3 separate regions of the Mus musculus genome follow, and all the other regions are linked to region 1. A link is a contact called in public promoter capture Hi-C data. All regions are on one chromosome and are shown on one strand. Each heading gives the region's core, a stretch centred on a gene start, on an enhancer-like site or on the middle of the called end of the contact. The rest is flanking DNA. Distances are from core to core; before and after follow the strand shown.

Region 1 (2,572 bases), core at 44-2,543:
AGGGCTTGCAGGGGGAAAGCACTCGAAATTCATTTCCCATGAGCTGTGAGCTTTATGCTCATTTGCCATCTGAAGAGCTTGGTTGTTTTTTCTTGAAGAGGACACACAAGCAACACTTATTTTGAACCCTTGAAGGACTGTTTTTCTGCTAAAAAGCCACACACACACACACACACACACAACACCCTTAAAGAAACAGGCCTTGTAGCAGGGTGGGGCCTAAGCAGGACCCTGGAGATGTGAATGCTAATATTTCGTAGCTCTACAGGGAAGCCTCTGGACTATTCTTATTTCCTTATTCAAATCGAAGTGCGCTGAAATATATGAAGCTGTGCATTAATGGCTTAAATTAAGTTACAGGTATGAATTTTACATAAATCAGATTAATATTATATGTCATGGTGGAATTTTAAACACTTCGTGTCCGTGCATTTTTTATTTCTGCATGCTCTAATTTAACACCCGCAAAGGATTGCATGTCTTAAGCCCACTTCTGCATCTGGATAGGTCCAAGAAAAACCCACCACGATCTTGGATCTTGTTTTATGTGTATTTACCTTCATCAGAAATCCTGCACTGGATCCGGCTTTCGACATTCTTTTCCTATATTTTTCTTTTACTAAGCTTTAGCCTGCATGTATATGCATACACACATACGGGAAGGCTACCCGTTTTCATTCCATTATAAGGGCTTCGCAATTGTGCAAAGATGAATGGTGATGCCGAAGGAGGATAACATGGACAAATGAACCAACTCGCTTCTTGAAAGCGAGTCCTTCTGAAAGCACTGGAATCTTAGGGACTGAAGGCCTGGGGACTGAACTCCCCCCCTTGAAGAGTGACAGGGGACCCACAAACAAGGCTCAGAGTCCCTCAGCAGCTTAGGCCCATGGAGAACGCATTCCAGCCAGCACATTCCCCTAGTTCTTCGTAGGAACTTCTCTCTCTCTTCCCCTCCCTCGGGCACTCTCCATCCTGGCCCGACTCCCACCCGGCTCTCATTTTCTCAGATTCACCCCTCCCACAGCGTTGACGGAATGGAGTGCCCTTCCCATTGGCCCGAGCGTCATTCCCCGAGGTGGCACTGTCCTCCTGATTGGCTGGTCACTCCCGACCCCCCGCCCATCCCCGCCCTCGGGTTGCCCGGCGCCCCGCCCTCGCCACCTCCCTCCGCGCCGCCGCCCGCGCGCCGAGCTCGCCCGCGTCCGGTTCTTGTGGCGACCCGGCCCGCGCGCTGGCCCCGCCCCCAAGGCGCGCGGCTCTACAAATACTGCTGTGCCGGAGCCGAGCGACGCTGTTGAGCTGGGAGGCGCGGTTGGAAGTCGTTACTTTGAGGGGGGGCAGTCACCGGGCGATCCACCTTAGTCGAAGCTCAGAAGGGAACGGCTCAGGGACCAGGGTGGGCTACTTTTTTTATTTTCCGGGGCTTTTGATTTTTCTTGTCTTTTGCTTCGGGCCGATTGTCGCTCACAAAAAAAGAAAAAAAACAAAAAAACAAAAACCTGAGATACCCTTTCCAAAACCCCGAGCAGCTCTCCGGTCGATTTCTGGAGCTCGGAGCCGCCGGGTGCTGCGAGCGCCGGACGCGCAGGAGAGGGGAGCAAAGCAAATTGCGGGCGGGGACCCGGAGCTCGCTCTACCGCTTGTCGCGGTCCTCTCGCGCAGGAAGCGCGCGATGAAGGCGGTGAGCCCGGTGCGCCCCTCGGGCCGCAAGGCGCCGTCGGGCTGCGGCGGCGGGGAGCTGGCGCTACGCTGCCTGGCGGAGCACGGCCACAGCCTGGGTGGCTCGGCAGCCGCCGCCGCCGCTGCGGCGGCCGCGCGCTGCAAGGCGGCCGAGGCGGCGGCCGATGAGCCGGCGCTGTGCCTGCAGTGCGATATGAACGACTGCTACAGTCGCCTGCGGAGGCTCGTGCCTACCATCCCGCCCAACAAGAAAGTCAGCAAAGTGGAGATCCTGCAGCACGTTATCGACTACATCCTGGACCTGCAGCTGGCGCTGGAGACTCACCCTGCTTTGCTGAGACAGCCGCCACCGCCCGCGCCACCTCTCCACCCGGCCGGGGCTTGTCCGGTCGCGCCGCCGCGGACCCCACTCACCGCGCTCAACACTGACCCGGTGAGAAGCCTTGGCGGGGCACCCTGGGCATCGCGGGAAAGGTGGCGGGGCGGCGAGATACGGGTGGTCTTGCTCCTCTCAGGGAATGACAGCCGCTTCTCCCGTCTCCACCGAGAGCCGCCTGCTGGGCTTGGTGATCCACTGGTCCCTGAGCCGAGGGCGGTTGGGACTTGGAGCCCTGCGTCTCCGGAGTGTCCCTTGCATCACAGGAGGCTTCCCCAGCTTCGGGCTCGGGTGGGGACTCTGCTCGCCTGCCTAGTTTTCCAGGACGTCTCCTGGGTGGTGGCGACACTGTGATATGCGCACTCTAACCGTTTTTCCCCTTGGTGTTGGGTTGCTGTTCCAGGCCGGCGCCGTGAACAAGCAGGGTGACAGCATTCTCTGCCGCTGAGCTGCGATGGATGGCCAGGTGAGCGCTCAGGTCCCCGAATGGTTAGTGGGCTACCATGCTCGCAC
Region 2 (2,572 bases), core at 23-2,522, 930 kb after region 1:
TGTCTCTGCCTCCAAGTGCTGGGATTAAAGGCTTGTGCCACCACCTCTACCACCAGGCTGGCTCCATTTCTTATTTCTAATCCTCTTCCTTCTGGATGTGAGACAGGGGACAGAGGGTCCGCAGGTTCACTTGGCCTTTAGCAAACTCCAGCCTTATGCTAAGACACAAGCTGGCAAGAAGGGTCATAAAGAGAAGGTGAACCACTCCATCAAGGAACGGTAGTTCTGAGCCCCAGCTTGTAATCTCCCTAAGAGTCTCATCGTCCTTATTCCTTCTGAGACTCTAGGAGATACCAGGAGAGGAGTGTGGCACCCCTGAGGCCAGGCAAAGCATGGGGCCTGAGAGTGAGGCCAGGGTGGGAAGGAAGAAGGCACAGCAACTGGCTTTTACTCCTGCATCTAGTGTGTCTCCTCGGACGACAGCACCCCATCACACTCCATCTAGCTTCCTAGGCCAGGAAAAGACATGGTACTGGGGCACAAAGGTCCATTGGGCCACGAACTGCAGTAGCCAACCAACACGTCATACCCTTGGAGTATAGATGTCAGGGCTATGATGTCAGCTTCTTCTGGACACTAAAGCTGTTGTGCTTCCCTCTGGTCCCTGGTCTCTCTTGGAGGGTGGTGTGGGAGGCAGGAGAGTCCCGGAGAGCGGAATGCCAGCCTTCTCCACCAGTGCCAGCCACACGCAGGCTCTGCACAGTGGGGTGCTGGCTGCAAGCTAGACCCAGAGCAAGAGGCTCTCCCTCATATGTTCTATTCTCCAGGCAGAACAGCTGAGGGCTCTAAAGTGGAAACCTGGAGTAACCGTTGACACCCTTTTCCTGTGTTGAGTTACCCTGAAGGGACTTACAGCCTCAGGGCGTGTCCTCCCCAAGGAAAAAACCTCAGCACGGGGCAGCATGTGCCTCGCCCTTGGCCTCACTTTTAAACAGATCAAGTGCTTATGTTCAAAGTTCAGAGGGGGGCCCGTTTGATCAACAACTTTGAGACAGGGTCCCTGGGGACCCCCGATGTCATCGCGAGGACAGGCGCTGGGCTGCTTGCCCTAGCCATCGTGAAGGAGCCTGAGAATTGGGGACATCAAGGCCGCTGGAGAAGTGCTATCCTGCTCAGGCGCGATTCCAGCAGCTGGCGTCTAGGCCCCGGCCCGCCCCGGGTGGAGGCGGAGTCCGGGGGCGGCCGCGCGCGGGGGGCGTGTCGGGGGCGGGCCGGGGGCGGGCCGGGGGCGGGCGCACAGCCGTAGCCCGTGGCGGAGGCGCGGGTGCGCTCAGGCCGTGTGCTGGGCGGCCCGGGCGGCCGCACCATGGAGTCGGGCACTGAGGAGTATGAGCTCAACGGCGACCTGCGCCCGGGCTCCCCCGGTTCCCCCGACGCCTTGGTAAGCTCTCAGCACCTCCTGCCCCGGCTGCTGTGTGACCTTGGCCGGCGCCGCCCTCTCTGGGCCCGGCACGTCAGCGGGCACCTGTGGGCGTCTGGCCCGGTTTCGCGCGGCGTCCGCACTGCGGGGGGTGGTGGTGGCCGCTGCTTCCGGGCAAAGTCGTGCTTGACCTGTCTCTAGCGCAAGTGGTGGCCCACGGGTCTGGGGCCAGCACAGCAGGTAGGCAGAGGCGCCGGGCGGTCTAGCTTGCTGCCGTCGCCCCGCTGTGCAGAGCCCGCGTCTGGCTGGCACCACTCCTCGGGTGGAGAAGGCTGGCATTCCGCTCTCCGGGACTCTCCTGCCTCCCACACCATCCTCCAACTTCCAACGCCTCCGGGCTGTCTCCTGCGTGCCTTGGGGTGGGCGGGAGAAGAGTCACCGCCTCCTGGTTGGAAGCTAGCATCAGGCAGACAGCTACGTCACCACACGGTGACCACACGGTCGTCTGCAGCAGTGATAAGGGGGAAACCCGTGGCTGTGTCTCTGCTGCTGTCACCTGCCTATGAAAAACAGAACGCCACCCTCTCGATCGTCAGGGTGCTAGTTCTAGGACTGTAAGGACCTGCCTCGAGTTTGCTCTGCCTAGCCTGCTAAGGCCACAGCGATGGTCGGATGCCTGTGTCGAGGGACCATCTTTCCTGACCCCTCACCTCATAGTCTACCTCCGGGGCAGGGCCTGAGCATGCCAGGGCCGAGCCTTCACTTGTACCACCCCGCATGGCCCTCTGTCCCTCGGTGACATGTTGACTTTGGACATTCCTTCTATTTCCGACCCCCCCCCCCAGGGATGGGGTGGAGTGGGGTGGGGAATTGCACCAGGCTGGGATTTTCCACAAGTCTTTGCGGTGCAAAATAAACCAGAACAGAGACTTTCTGCCCAGGTCCATATAGTGGAAACAGGGAACACCAACGTCTCCTGGGACTACTTCAGGTGTGCCAGCTGAGACTTGGGCTCTGCCAAAATGTGTGAACACTCCGGAAGCAGTGGGCCAGGGACACCCCGGGCTGAGTTCCTTTAGGGAGCCCATCAACTGTCTGGGCCTTTTGTATGTGGGTCTACAATAAAGAACCAGTGATCTCTAGGCCTTTAAGGACAAGGGATGCAAATCAGGAACAGGTGGGCCCGTGGTTCAGCTGCGGATTTGAAGGGAA
Region 3 (2,572 bases), core at 46-2,545, 570 kb before region 1:
TGTTGATGGCCAATAGTGTGACGTTGATGGCCAATAGTGTGATGTTGATGGCCAGTAGTGTGATGTTGATGGCTAGTTCATGAGATTCCCTGGGGTTCCCGTTGCCCACATGCCACAGTGAGTCATGACCAACTAAACTTAGCAGAGTGGACTTCAGATCACTATAGTATTCTGAGTTTAGTTGGTCACCAAACATATGATCATTGTCTATAGGTAAAACTTCTATAACAGATGAATTATAATAATAATGATCCTGACTCCCAAAGCTATCTGTCCCTGAACTGTTATATACTCCCTGACTCATAAGAGACCAAGTGACAGGTGAGGGTTTATCTGTTTCTCTCTTGACCTAACTCTCAAATATAAGTTGACTTATATCCGTTGGCTTGAAGATGGGTGCCATGGAGCCCTGTGAATGTCAGAGCGTCATTTTGCCGAGACAGTTCTTGCCTTCTAGCTTTAAGTGGGTTCCAGGGATTGGACTCAGGTCTCCAGGACTGCTGACTGCTCAGCGAATGCTTTAACCCACTGAGCCATCTTAGTGGTCCCCTCAAAACATGTTAAACATTAATATGGCAAGAAGAAGGCAGGGGGACTGCCGGAAGTTCATGTCAGCCTGGGATGCTGATTGAGACCCTGCCTCAAACAATACCAAGGGAAAATAGCTGCACTGTATTACCTGGAGGTCAGGATTTAATAAGTGGACTTTGCATGTGTGTGTGTGTGTGCATGTAGTGTGTGTGTGTGTGTGTGTGTGTGTGTGTGTGTGTGTGTGTGTAGGAGGATGTCTGGTGTCCTGTTCTATCACTCTCTTAATCCATCTGATTACCTTGAGACAGAGTTTCCAGTGAGCCTGGAGTTCAGCAGGCTGACAGCAAGCTTGATCCTCCTGTCCTTTCACTACAGGCATGCCCAGCCTCCCTGGTTATTATGTGGGTGCTAGAGGTTTGAACCCAAGCCCTTTCTGTAGCCATGTTCCAACCACTGAGTCATCTCCTTAGGCCCCCAAATTGATACATTTTAAAAATCAGTTTTCTCCCCAACTTCTAATAGCAGGCCAACTTAGATAAGTCGTTTCGTGTGTTAATTAGGAAGTAATGGTCTTAAAGGGAAAAAGACAAAGAATTAGTCTGGCTAGGTGAATAGATGTCTTTAGATTTTTAATTGAAACCAGTTCTGCTTTCCTCTTTTCTAAGATGGGACTCTGAACACAAATGAGTTTCCTCTCAAAGGGAACTCCGCAGCCATTAGCTGTCTCTTCTGATTAAGGTGATAAAAGTAACAAAACCCAAACAGCCATACTTGTCTGAGCCTCTGTTTTCTCTGGTGAGCAGGCTGTGGTGGCTCATGACATCTCAGCTAAGTGGAGCGCTGAGCTTTAACCCCTGGCTTTACACTCTTTAGTGCTTATTGAACATAAAGAGTGGAAAGAGGGAGTCCGTGGTGAGTATTCTGATGTTTGTAACTGGGTTGGGAGCTATCAGAAGAGAACACTTTCAGACACCAAGTTCCAAATGCCTAGCCATCTCCAGTTGCAGACATCCAGCAAGGCCCATGGTAATTTACTCTGAAGCTTCAGTCAAAGTCTTAGGAGCTCATGACCATATGGATGTGGTGAATAAGGTAGGGAAAGAAGGAGGAAATGCCTCATATTCATCTCAAACTTGCCTTTTGAAGAAGTTGATTGTTTTTATTCAGCCACAGAGAAGAATGGGATTATGCCAATTTTAAGGATTTAGAAATTTGGGTGGAAGCTGAGATCATTCAATTTGGTAAAATTCTCCTGAATCAGAAAGGTAAATGTCACACTTTATATCCTCTACGGCTCTGTTTCATACACACACACACACACACACACACACACACGCACACACACACACACACATACACACACACATATATATATGACAGGAAAAGAAGTGAGCCTATCTAGTAGGAGGGAAGGGGACACAAAGGACAGTTATGGGAGTGAATGTGGTCAAACCACAGTGTGCTAGGGTGAAACTATGGCTGTGTATAAATTTATGCTGAGAAAAGGCAGTGTGTGATTTAAAGAAACAGAAAGATTTGGAGAGAATTAAGAAAGCGTTTTGTTTTTTTGTTTGTTGTTTTTTGCATATTTTGTGTCCAAGCTACCTTGAGCATCTTCAGCCTCACTTCCTTTCTTCCTTCGTACACTGTGCCCTGGGACAAGGGAAGAAGCAGAGTTTGGGAGGAGAGCATAGGGGCCACGTTTTATTTTTGCCTTTGTTCAGAATAAAATTACTGGTCCAGGGCAGGAGAGAGGACGTGGACTGGAGGTAGCAGAACATGAGTGGGGCCAAAGAAAAGGCTCTAGGTCTCTGTTCTGTGGAGGAGTGGGGAGGGTTAGACCATCAAAGTATAATAGTGTGTAGTTTCAGTACTAGGTTAGAAAGAGGCTTGTGTTCAGTATGTGTCTATGTCCCCTACACTGACCAGCTGTCCTGTTCATCTGCTTGGAGTGTTAATGTTTTATGTAGACTGTCACATTGTTGGTGTATTGTTTTTAAGACTTTGGTTAAATGGTACTGAGTTCTAGTCAGGAAATCTC

Evidence for each region. Promoter capture Hi-C pulls out the DNA fragments that hold promoters and counts their contacts.
Region 2: a contact with region 1 is called in a promoter capture Hi-C map of stem cell-derived epiblast-like cells, with 3 times the contacts expected there. The contact joins the promoter of Ninj1 here to the promoter of Id4 in region 1. A contact is called at or near these places in 2 of 39 promoter capture datasets (liver and stem cell-derived epiblast-like cells) and 1 of 484 Hi-C or Micro-C datasets (liver).
Region 3: a contact with region 1 is called in a promoter capture Hi-C map of second pharyngeal arch cranial neural crest. The contact joins the enhancer-like site here to the promoter of Id4 in region 1. A contact is called at or near these places in 6 of 39 promoter capture datasets (the C10 cell line, the HPC-7 cell line, cranial neural crest and 3 more), 1 of 484 Hi-C or Micro-C datasets (stem cell-derived neural stem cells), 14 of 115 datasets of contacts at active chromatin or transcription factors (astrocytes, cardiomyocytes, craniofacial prominence and 10 more) and 1 of 9 other capture datasets (adipose tissue).

The regions. Positions count from the first base shown.
Region 1 is chr13:48,259,823-48,262,394 of GRCm38.p6, forward strand. It overlaps Id4 (inhibitor of DNA binding 4), which reads left to right and starts at 1,294. Exons shown (of 3, transcript NM_031166.3): 1 at 1,294-2,116; 2 at 2,463-2,525. The coding sequence starts at 1,676. The coding sequence ends at 2,507. It overlaps A330033J07Rik (RIKEN cDNA A330033J07 gene), which reads right to left. Exons shown (of 3, transcript NR_102303.1): 1 at 2,098-2,572.
Region 2 is chr13:49,186,257-49,188,828 of GRCm38.p6, forward strand. It overlaps Ninj1 (ninjurin 1), which reads left to right and starts at 1,273. Exons shown (of 4, transcript NM_013610.3): 1 at 1,273-1,381. The coding sequence starts at 1,307.
Region 3 is chr13:47,687,051-47,689,622 of GRCm38.p6, forward strand. No RefSeq gene overlaps it. Among named protein-coding and RNA genes, the nearest start is that of 4930471G24Rik, 21 kb to the left of the region's middle. Within about 2 kb of position 1,296, at least 1 of the 459 cell types and tissues checked has an H3K27ac peak or open chromatin away from gene starts, as enhancers often do. A contact at or near this core is called in second pharyngeal arch cranial neural crest, where this site is marked.